Regions from separate parts of the Mus musculus genome. Here region 2 is linked to region 1. A link is a contact called in public HiChIP or PLAC-seq data. All regions are on one chromosome and are shown on one strand. Each heading gives the region's core, a stretch centred on a gene start, on an enhancer-like site or on the middle of the called end of the contact. The rest is flanking DNA. Distances are from core to core; before and after follow the strand shown.

Region 1 (5,991 bases), core at 1,324-3,823:
CCACCCTTCTTACACTGGCATCTTGAGCACAGACATCAACCTCTCAAATGGACTTTCAGAGTCTGGCTGAACTTTGACCTTGTGTGAGCTAGATTGTGACTCATCTGAGGTCAGTTTGCTCAGCCAGCAGCTGACTGTGGTAACTTGAGTCAAGTGGATATGGAAATGGTTCCTTCCTCTACATCCTTAAGGGACCAGAGCATATTATCCCGTAGGTTCCAAAACGGAGAAGGGGAAGCAGTGGAAAAAGAGATAAAAGCACAGACGCCGTAACTGCAGACTCAGCAAGTCTGGCCTGCACAGTTCTGGCATTGGAGCACGGCCCTGGGCCTGTGGGTAGCCATGAACGCTGTTCTTCCTGGCAGCTCTTAAAGGGGTCCTTTGCCAAAAATAAAAAACTCATGAAGTTGGGTGTGATGGCACAGGACTGGGGTAGACTGGCTGATTCAGGGTGACACATAGAATATCACAAGCATGATAAGAACAGATTCCTGAATGGTTTTGAAATCTCAGGTCCTGGGTCTTAGAGATACTTCACTTGGAAAAACACAAGGATATTCAGGCACAGGACTTGAAAGCACTGGGGACTTCAGGCACGGGACTTAGCACAGCAGAGCTTAAAGGGGGTGGAGGGATGTGAGGTGTTGCACCGGATATTTAGCACCATCTGGACATGACCAGAACTTAAGGGAAGCAATATTCCCACCATTTGTCAGCCTGTGAGTATCACACCTCGTGGAGGACCCCTAAGGTGTGGCTTCACACCTCCTGTTCCCACCACTGACTAACACAGCTCACGGCAGCTGAAGATCAATATATAAACACAATGCAATGTTTCCATTGATTTAGCAGACCCCTCAGCCACTAACTTAGGTCCAAACCTCATCCAGGACATGGACAAGATGGGTCCAACTAAAGAAGAAAACAAAACTATTAGCTTTTCTACCATTTAAGGTAATACAGGAAAAATAAGCAAGCAAGCAAATAACAAAAACAGAGCCAAAAGTGTGAACTGCCCAGGTCCAGATGGATAGTCAGGATTTTGACTCCAACAAGACTGGCAACTAACATAGAGGCTCCTGAGGATGGGTTAGCATGGGACCATGGAAAATAATGTCTTAAGTGGGAAGTGAGGAGCCACAGCTTGTGGGAAAAGGCTTATATCTAAATAAATTCAATACTATGAGAATTTTACATGCTGAGACATGAGGGAGGTCCTAAGCTTGTTAATTAAGAGTGAAACAGAGAGATTGGAGGCCCCTGTGCCCACTATCCCTGCATCACCTGCAGCCCCTACCCTCTGCTCTGACTGGGATTTCCTGGACCTCATAACCTAAGGACTGGCCTTAGCATCACAGCCCTCCACTCCCAGTCTGTGGACTGTAGTGCTTTCTTGCTGATCTTGCATTTTGCTGGGCTATTTCTGTCTCCCTGCCAAGCTGCTGGAAAGGTTTTGAGATTACAGATTGCATTTCTGGGACTCAGAGGAACTGTCAGTGAGAGTGACCACTAAGCAGCTGAGGACCAGCCATCCCTGCCTCCTTCACAGGGGAGTGAGTTCCAGGTTTTCTCAACTAAGTTTTCTACCGTCCTCCTAAATGGAATTAATAACATTGTCTTGGGGGGTATTCAAAGTCCTGAGCAAAAGGCTTTGAAACTATGTAAGCTTTCTGTAAAGGTAGCATTTAATATTTATAATGGCAAGTCTATGCTTATAAGGATCCCCAAACTCTAATCATTGGCTGGCACAGGACTTCACTTTATGGGTAGCTTTTTTGAACTGAGCATATTTCATTTTCAATTAATTAATTATGTGTCAAGGGGACATCCTGTATCCATCCATTTGGAGAACTTCTGATGCAATCAAAGACTTATCTTAATTGGCCCCAGTCAATTCACATGGACACTCTACAATTCAGACACAGCCCATAGGAAAACTGGTTCCAGGCCCTCTAAAGCCCAAACTCTGGCGGTACCACAGTGATTTAGTTTCATTAAAATGTTTTAGTAGGGCTATAAAACAAACCACAGACACTCCCTTTTATCCGATGTAAGGAATTTTCTTTGTTAGTCCCTAAAAGCCAATCCCACACGGGCGGGCGCCATGCTTTGGCAGCAGTGTTGGCAGACTGGCTGTGGTGTCAAGGTGTGAATTCAGCCTGCAGCTGGGGAGAGTGGGTGGTTAGAAGCCAGTCTCCACTGCAAGCCTGCGCCCCTCCTTCTCTGCAAAGCTCAGTCCAGTCCCTTTAGACAAAGGGTTCCCCTCCCCCATCAGCAGTATGGTGATTGGTGGTTGGTTAATGGTGACCTTGGTCCCTCCCTCATTCTCCTGTCACCACCACTGGCCACGATGATGTCTTCCCCCAAGAGATTAATTCACACAATACAACCCCAATCTTCCCTCATGAAGATGGACAAGATTTTTAGACTGTGATTGTTCATGCCTTTCATCAATACAGAATTAAATGAACGGAAGGCCGAGCCTTCAGGTGAACGCAATGCTCCACAGCCCCAGTGGCCAGGCGCCAGTGGTCACTTCCCACTCTTGTCACCTTGGACCTACCTCTCTGTGGCCAGATGAAAAAGGAAAGAATTCCTTTTCCTGGAGTCACAGGAGTTGGCAGGAGACGTCTTCCCACACAGCTGGCAGATTACTTAATGAAGAGCGCCACCCTGTGTCTGACTAGAGAAAACACAATCAGGAAAGGACCTAGGAAGTTCTCTAAGGGAATCCAGCATCAATGTGTTCCAGGGTGACTTCCCCTTATCACGGGGTTCACCCCTCAAGGAGCTAAGCTAGACAGAGGCCCCGTTAGCAGCACAGCCCACAGTGAGACTGCAAGCTTCCACTGACGATCCTGTTGGGATACATAGCTTTGGCAAACTCCAGGTCGGTTGACAAGAGTGCTACCTGTGCCAGGTTCGGATCCATAGGTTAAAGAAACGAAAGCTACTCTCAGCTGGGGCTTCAGGTGAGGACTTGAGGGAGACCACTGTTTTCCCAATGGTTAATTCATGTAAGGCTGTGAACGGCTGGAATGTTAGTCACATACAGTGAAGACACGCACATAGCAACACACGCATCACACAGCCCAGTGTGACAGAGAGAATCCAAATCATCTATGAGGAAGAAAAGAAGAAGAGCCAGCATTGGTTGATACAGTAGGCACAGAGCAGAGCATCTGCTGCATCACTTTTTTTTTTCCTTCCTGTCAGTCAGATGAGGTATGCAGTGGCGATGTCAGCCTCAACACTGCACAGATGAAGACAAGCCCTCAAGGTTATAGAGCTCGCCCACAAGCCTGGTAAAATATGGAACCAGTATCTTCCTCTGCGCGTGCTCACTTCTCCAGCATTGGGTCTGCAATGCCAACCTTCCGGCTGACCTCTGCACTTCTGTTTCCTTTTCTAGGGTGACTCCTGAAATGATATTTTCTAGAGGCCACTGGCAGAGATCCACTCACAGGAGTTGAGGAATCTCTTGATCCAGGATTGAACCAGGCCTCAGACAGGGCAAAGCCTGCTCGACTCAGCACGCCTTTGTGGGATGTCACCTTCCTGAGATTTCCCATCAGTCTCCACAGCATGGCCCCCAGCTCTGGTTCTTTCTGCTCTCAGAACCCCAACCTAGAATTACAGCTCATCTCTTCCACTTTCTGCTGGACAACCTAGAGAGTTCCAGAGTGGTGTCTACCCAAACAGGCTTGTCCTCCTGGAACAGAGAGACAGTGCCTAGGACTACATGTTGAAAAAGTCATTCATTTTTGTTTTTTCTTTTTTTTTATTATCTTTTAGAACCTCTGTATGTGCTTCTCTTGGGTCTTCTGTTTGCTATTTCTTTTGCAGAGCAGCCAGCCATGAGCAGCACTACATGTACTTCAGGGCAGGGTGAGCTTTGTTTGCAAGTACACTTGGCAGTTGCCTTGGCCATACAGATAGCACCTTCAATCAACAGTTGTTCAGAATCTTGAATTTGTACCTGTATCATGCAATCACTTTCTCTTCTAATGTCATGCAGGAGAAAGCAAGTCTCTAAACGTCTATCACCTGGCCTCACTAACATACTACTGTGGTATGCATTTCTTAACACACACAAACTTTTATTTTATCTTGTTTTTTAAGGTGGAGGGGCTGGAGGTGGTCTCCTTACATCTACTAGGCTGGTCACAATCTTTTGATCCTCCTGTCTCTGACTCTCAGGCACTAGGATTACAGGCATGTACCACTATACATAAGTGATATCGTTTTTTTAGGAAAAATGAAAGGCAACATAGAGTTCATGGTAAACATTTTTAAAAATCATTTAATTAACAAAGCAGATTCAGAGGTGGGTTCCACTCCCTTGAAATGATGCAATATGATGAAATGGTCCAGGATACAGGACCTTGTGTTGCTGATGTGACACACAAGGACAGGTCATTATGCATGAGAGCCAGATGACCTAGAAGTGATGCAGAGCATGTCTGTGGACCATGTATCCTTTATGTGACTCATTGAAGACATGGCACCATGTAGATATTGTTCCTTTAAAAGATAAGGTGTTAAATCTGAGGGAACAATTAAATCCCAAGTGATGAACCGCAACTTTGTATTTTTACGTTCTTCCAGAGGTTGGCTGTGTGCTGGGGTGACGGTAAAATGCAATGGGACAGACAGGATGTGCAGCTGCCACCAAGTACCACCAAGGTCTCCTCTATAGCTCAGTGTCACGACCAAAAATACCTTGATTCGTGATTTCTTTGTCAGCTTATGTCAACTTTATTTGTGGTTTTTTTGGCTAAATGTATTAACATTTGTTTCTTCTCACTGAAAGTCCAAATCCTCAACAAAACTGCGTGTGTAAGAGTGGTGGCTTCACTCCACTTGTTCTTCTCTCGGCTGGTGTAGGCCACTAGGTTCTCAGTGTACTGTAGGACCAATTTTAAGAATCTGTTAAAGAGACAGTGAGGAATGGCAGTTTGTCTGTCCTGTTGTAGAATGTAGCAGCGTGCATGTCTTGTCTTCTCTTGGAGACATCCCTAACAATTACTCAACTGTGTTTGCATTCAAGAAGAAGAAATACATGCAAAATGAAAATAAGAGAAACTGATAGAGAAAGATCGTAACGCTGGGACCGGTGCTCTCCAAGCTGTGCTGGGTCTTAGAAGACATGAGAGTCTTTTCCCACTCAGATCTTGACATGGTGTTTCTAAGTGATAGAATGCAGTTGGAAGACTGCAGGGCCATGTGGCTCAGACTGACAGAGGCTAGACACATGGTGAGAGAAGTCCCACCCACAAGTCCCTCTGCTACTGATGCTGCATCCCTTGCCTTTCTTCCCTTTGTGTTGACCTGGCTCTCTGAAGAGAACCACCATTACTATGAAACACTTGCCACTGCTAAAACCAGTTTTCTTAAAGTTATTCCCTAAGATGGCAGCAAGTTCCACCTGATTATGATACACTTCGTTTCTACACGTCCAAGTTTATCCTCAGTCTTCTGAGGACTGTAGACTTTCCTGTTTGCACTTCTCATGAAGCTATGCTACAGGAATGGCACAGCGGAGCCCGAGGAGCCTCTGTCTGGGGAGCGGCTTTCCTCTGGGACAGGTCTACTCCTCAGGGACTCTAGGAGGCTGCTACTAGGATGTAGCCAGGTGTCATGGGTGACTGTCACACAAGACACAGACAGAGAAGCTACAAAGCAAGCACCACTGGTGCTAAGGCTGAGTACCCTAACGTACTTGCCACTAGTGCTAAGGCTGAGTACCCTAACGTACTTGCCACTGGTGCTAAGGCTGAGTACCCTAACGTACTTGCCACTGGTGCTAAGGCTGAGTACCCTAACATAGTTGCCACTGGTGCTAAGGCTGGGTACCCCAATGTAGTCACCAGTGGTGCTAAGGCTAAGTACCCCAATGTAATCACCAGCCTTGCACACACTTGCCAAGGTTCTATTCGTCCATCTGGGCCCTACTTTCCTTTCTGTTGCTGTGATAAAATAACCTGACAA
Region 2 (5,991 bases), core at 987-3,486, 500 kb before region 1:
TTCTTTCACAAACCAACAAACAAAAAAAAGAAGTCAGTCATAGATTTAAGCTGATTGTGTCTACATATTTCAAACTTAGGGCAGCCAATAAACAGTGCGTTCACAGCACTATCAAAAGTTCTTAAATCTCATATATATACATATGTATATATATATATACACATATATAATATATATAATAATATATACATATATATATTTAAAAGTCTAATATTGCTTAGGTAGCAGAATTGAAGGGAAAGTCAAACTAGAGTTGGGGTATCGCACCTGTGCCTGTTTATTTTGCACTAGCAGCGGGTAGTTCGTATTCTTATCACTAGACATTTTAAATTAATTTCTTTTTAAAAGATCTATTTATTTATGTGTATTTTCGTAGGTCTAAGTGTACGTAAGTGCACCACGTAAGTCATCAAAGTCATCAGATCCCATGAACTAGAGTTACGGGGTGAGGGGTTGTGAGCTGCCCCCGCGATGGTGATGGAAGAGAATGTGTGTACTCTGCAAGAGCGGTAAGTGCTCTTAACCACTGAGCCATCTCTCCACCCCTCTTATAAGCTAATTTCTATTCAGTAATAACGATTTATATTAGCCAAGGCACTCTATTATTACGCCACGAACATTTTAGTAAACCTATGTGCTTATTTATTAAAGTTATTGTTAAATTAGAGGCTTTTAAATTTTTTTTTTTTAAACTCTTTCATAGCCTAATTTTTAGGTTCTTTTCCGGAGAGCCTTATTTGTTTTGATTTTGTCTATCTATTTGATTAAGCTACTTATCTCAGGCGAGACGTGAGCTCAGGGTATGCCTGCCAAAGCTGGACTTCCGGTCCCACCCTCATCCCCGGCTTCCCGGTGCCCAGCTCCAATTGGAGATTGACTGAAACCCCACTCTAGAGCAGACCTAAGCACTTAAAGCTCTGCTCCATGGTTTTAAGACCTTTAGTAGACAGGACACAGGTCAGGTAACACAGCCTGCCACATTGAAAAAGAGGAGTCTGAAGGAACGGACGCCGCACAGAGAACAAGTGTGCGCCTGCGCGCTGGCCACTACCTGATTCGTGCAGGGGCCTGGCAATCCCAGCGAGGGGAGGGGCAGCCTGGAGAAAGCCACGGGCAGGAATTGCACCCTGACTGACAGGCAGAGCTCCGCCCTCCGCTTTTCTTGTTCCCGCCCCTCAGCCAGCTGTCTGTCAATTGGCGGATTCTCCTGTCAGTCAGCCTCGGAACTCCTCAGAGGGACGAACGCCGGCGGTGGCCTCAGAGCCGCGGGATTCTGGACCATGAGTGCAGGCGAAACCTTCAGGACCAGCGAGGCTTTCTAGGCTCAGCCCGTGAGACCCCATATCCCCTAAATTAGATTCGGACCCCCTCAGCGTGACACGCGCGCGCGCGCTCACACGCACACACCCGGTCACCTCAGCTTCTCGGGAACTCCAAACGCCCTTTGGCTGAGTGAGGTCCCAAATGCACTTGTGCGGAACCAACCCAGCCTCTGCCTGAGGAACCTGGGTAGCTCGCCTCAGAGAGACTAAGTTTCCAGACAGGAAACCTGGACTCTCAGCGTAGAGACTCTCCTAAGCCCCAAAGACCCCAGACGCCCTCGGTCTCGAGGACCTGTCTGTCACTCCAGATTGGCTTCCAGAGATCCTAAATGCTCTCGTCCCGCAGGACCCTAAATACCTCCGACGTGACAAATCCCAACTCTTCGTGACATAATCGTCAAATCTCGTCAGACTGCGAGTCTCCAAACCTTATTTCACAGCCTGAAAGACTCCTCTAGCCTACGAACCCAATTCCTTCAATCTGATGCACCCCACTCCTCAGCCCGAGGTCCCCAAAGTTAAAATCTCAGCCAGAGCGTTCCTACATTTTCACCAGAGGGACTTCAATCCCTTGTACTCGGGATTCCCGAATCCATTTACCTGAAAACATCTTTCAGACCCTGGCTGACTCCTTGGTCCAGATGAAGAGCAAGTGGGAATGGGGTGGGGGGGGACACCGGTTGGCGGGAGGAATCTTCCTTCCTTGCTGTCGCAGGTCCTGACCCGGACGGAGGGTCGGTGCCTAGGTTTAGGGCTCAGTCCAGAATCCTTGCTCCTGCACCAGAGTACTAGACCTCGGAGTCCGAAGAAGCTGCCTGTGTTGGCTGCATGGATTCCCAGCCCCTAGCTCCTTCCCATGTGCTGGTGGGCATCTCTGATCGCCTAAGGCCCTTAGTTACCTCTTCATCCATAGGACCATAGGACCCTGGACCTCTCCAGTGAAATGTCCTGCACCATGAACACCAACAAGCTGGAAGAAAATAGTCCTGAAGAAGATACAGGGAAATTCGAGTGGAAACCCAAGGTAGTACGAAGTTATCCTTGAGTCAGGAGGATCATGGGGTGGGCAGAGGCAAACAGCCTTGAGTACCAATACCATATTGATTTTTCCTATGACAAGAAGGTGGGTCCCGATATGTGAGAGAGGAAAGGCTCATTAGCAACTGCTCTGTCAGCATGAACATCCAGTGTTTGCTTAAAGAAGGTTCTGGGAATGGGAGGATAACCTTGGTCACTGAGACCACATTCCAGGGTCCCAAGCCCGGCCCAGCATGTTCCGTTTTTTGTTTTTATTTTTTTTCCCCCAGGTCAAAGATGAATTCAAAGACATTTCCATATACTTCTCCAAAGAAGAATGGGCAGAGATGGGAGAGTGGGAGAAAATTCGCTATAGAAATGTGAAAAGGAACTATAAAATGCTGATTTCAATAGGTAACAAGAAGTCTTCGGTTGAACCAGTCTAGATTAAAAAAATAAAATCTCAGTTCCCATGTTCCCATGTTATGTTAGGGTCTTCCCAGGTATCTACAGTGGTACAGTTCCCAATGGAGACAAGTTTAGAGGAAACGTGTGTGTGTGTGTGTGTGTCTGTGTGTCCAGGACTAAATGTTAGCACTGGCCCTGTAGAGATCTCATCTCCACACCCAGAGCCTACCTGGCCTTGTGATACATTTGTTCCATCCTCTAGGGCCTTTTTAAGAGGAATATTTTGCTGCTTTTCAGGTCTCAGAGCCCCTAGACCAGCTTTCATGTGTTACCAAAGGCAAGCAATGAAACCCCAAATAAATGACAGTGAGGATTCTGATGAAGAGTGGACACCTAAGCAACAAGGTGAGGAGAGGCTAGGAGAGTTTAGAAGTGAGGTGAGGGGGCAGGAGAATTTAGAAGTACCCATCGGAAACCAAGCCAGATTTAGGTTCCATAATGTCTCAGAACCAACTTCTGAAAACTGGGTGTTTCAGAATCAAGGGTCAGCAAACAAACAAGATGCAATGCAAAATTAATAGTAAGAATCTATTCCTGTACATTTTAAAATATGTGAAAACTATATGCTATTTATAAATATAATAAATATGAAATATATACAAATCTGGGCATGAACAAGAAATATCAAACCCAAAGTAGCTAGGATAAGCACCTTACCTAGTCTGTAGCCTGCGTGCTTATTATTAATCATGTAAATATGACCATGGTTGTGCAAATGTCTCTTCAAGATCTTATTTTCACTCTTTATATGTACATAAAGAAATCTAAATCATAAAGTAATTCTATTTTAATTTTTTTTTTTGAGACAGGGTTTCTCTGTGTAGCCCTGGCTTTCCTGGAACTCACTCTGTAGACCAGGCTGGCCTTGAACTCAGAAATCTGCCTGTCTCTGCCCCCCAAGTGCTGGGATTAAAGGCATGGGCCACCACGCCCAGCTCTATTTTAATTTTTGAGGGACTTACTATTTCTGGTAGCTGTGCCATTTTATATTCCCATCAAAGGTGGTCATTCAAGCATTCCAATTTGTCCTCATCCTTGCCATTACTTCTTATGATATATCACTGGGACTTTAATTTTCATTTCCCTGATAACTAATTGTGTTGAACACTTTTTTCTATGCTTGTTGGCCACTTAAATATCTGGAGAAATGTGTGCTCGTTGCATTAATTAGGTAGCTAAAGAGCTGTCAACAAAATATCATGTGCTAAATTTTTAAGCAGAAATATATTTCTTACAGTTCTAGAGGCTAGAAATCCAAAATGGGAGTGCTGCCTTGTCAGGTTTCAACAATGGCTTCTCCTTTGTGTATAAGAGATCTCCACTGTGTATTCACATGAACTATGTGTGTTCATGTGTAGAACACATTTAGCCTTTCATAGGATCTCTACCTATGAAAGAACTAATTCAATTATGGGGCCACACTCTTCAGGTGTCATCTTGTTATGATTAGCTTCTAATAGCTTCATCTCCAAATATGTTAGGAAATAGAACTTGAATACAAAAATATAAGTTGATTTGATAAAAACGAACTTGAGTCTAATCACCTATTTTTGACTTACTTTATATTGATGTTGTGGTTGTTGAGTATTCTAGATACCAACCCCTTAATATATATACACTTTGCAGATATTTTCTTCTATTATTTAGGTTACCCTTTTCATTCCATTGTTTTGTTTGACGTTTTTAAGATTAATGTAATCCTACTTCTCTGTTTTTGCCTTTTTTTTTTTTTTTTTTTTTTTTGGTTTTTCGAGACAGGGTCTCTCTGTATAGCCCTGGCTGTCCTGGAACTCACTTTGTAGACCAGGCTGGCCTCGAACTCAGAAATCCGCCTGACTCTGCCTCCCGAGTGCTGGGATTAAAGGCATGCGCCACCACGCCCGGCAGTTTTTGCTTAATTTTTTGGTGTTATACCAAGAAAATTAATTATGTTTGCAATGTTATGCAGATTTTAGTCTTTCTTCTAATGTTTCATAGTTCCGTGCCTTGGATATAACAACTTAAAACATGTTGTTATCTTAGATTTTGTTCTTTTTCAAGATTCTCTTGGCTATTCTGATTCCCTTAAGATCCTATATTAATCTATATCCTATATTAATCCTTTATTAATTATTTTTAATGCAGTAAAACACAGCATTGGCATTTTGATAGGGAACATGTTTAATCTATACATCATTTGAGGTAATATAAACTTTTATAACTTTGTCTTATAAACCATGAACAAATCTTTTGCGTCCTTTACTTTCCTACTAAATATTTTATTATTTTAATCATTGTAGATGTGATTTTTTTTTTAAATTTCCTTCCTGGATTGTTTATTGTGGGTGTATAAAAACACAACTGATTTTTTTTTTAACTTTTTAAAAAAATATTTATTTATTTATTTATTTATTTATTTATTTATTTATTTATTTTATGTATATGAGTACACTGTAGCTGTACAGATGGTTGTGAGCCTTCATAAGGTTGTTGGGAATTGAATTTAGGACTTCTGATTGCTCTGGTCAACCCTGCTCGCTCAGTCCATGCTCTCTCAGGCCCAAAGATTTATTATTATTATAAATAAGTACACTGTAGCTGTCTTTAGATGCACCAGAAGAGGGCATCTGATCTCACTACAGGTGGTTATAAGCCACCACCATGTGGTTGCTGGGATTTGAACATAGAATCTTCAGAAGAGCAGTCAGTGCTCTTACCCGCTGAGCCATCTTGCCAGCCCCACACTGATTTTTAAAATTAATTTTATATCCTGCAATTTTTAGTATAATCTTTTTATTTATTTTTATTATTTATTTATTTATTTGTTTGTTTTTGGTTTTTCTAGACAGGGTTTCTCTGTGTAGCCCTGGCTGTCCTGGAGCTCACTCTGTAAACCAGGCTGGCCTCGAACTCAGAAATTCACCTGCCTCTGCCTCCCAAGTGCTGGGATTAAAGGTGTACACCAACACACCCAGCTCTTTTAGTGGAATCTTAAGGGATTTCTGTGTATAAGACAATGTAATTTGTAAAAAGAATAATTTATTTCTTTATTTCCAAGTTAGATGATTTGTATGTGTATGTATGCGTGTTTGTGTGTGTGTGTATATATATGTATATATATGCCTACTTATTCTAACCAGGGCTTCAGGTATTATGTTGAGTAGAAATAGCAAGAATGAGAATCCTTGCATGTCTCTTGTGATCC

The links. HiChIP or PLAC-seq counts read pairs in DNA pulled down with a chosen protein or histone mark.
Region 2: a FOXA1 HiChIP or PLAC-seq map of pancreatic cancer cells shows a contact between it and region 1. The contact joins the promoter of Prdm9 here to the enhancer-like site in region 1. A contact is called at or near these places in 7 of 39 promoter capture datasets (the C10 cell line, the HPC-7 cell line, embryonic stem cells and 2 more), 1 of 484 Hi-C or Micro-C datasets (the HL-1 cell line), 4 of 115 datasets of contacts at active chromatin or transcription factors (astrocytes, extraembryonic endoderm stem cells, large pre-B cells and 1 more) and 4 of 9 other capture datasets (adipose tissue, liver, macrophages and 1 more).

What each region holds. Positions count from the first base shown.
Region 1 is chr17:15,062,518-15,068,508 of GRCm38.p6, reverse strand. Ermard (ER membrane associated RNA degradation) reads right to left here. Exons shown (of 18, transcript NM_001039552.3): 18 at 4,277-4,907. The coding sequence ends at 4,892. Among named protein-coding and RNA genes, the nearest start is that of Gm35343, 9.3 kb to the right of the region's middle. Within about 2 kb of position 2,573, at least 85 of the 459 cell types and tissues checked have an H3K27ac peak or open chromatin away from gene starts, as enhancers often do. A contact at or near this core is called in the HL-1 cell line and pancreatic cancer cells, where this site is marked.
Region 2 is chr17:15,559,576-15,565,566 of GRCm38.p6, reverse strand. It overlaps Prdm9 (PR domain containing 9), which reads left to right and starts at 2,236. Exons shown (of 10, transcript NM_144809.3): 1 at 2,236-2,346; 2 at 2,630-2,753; 3 at 3,045-3,152. The coding sequence starts at 2,278.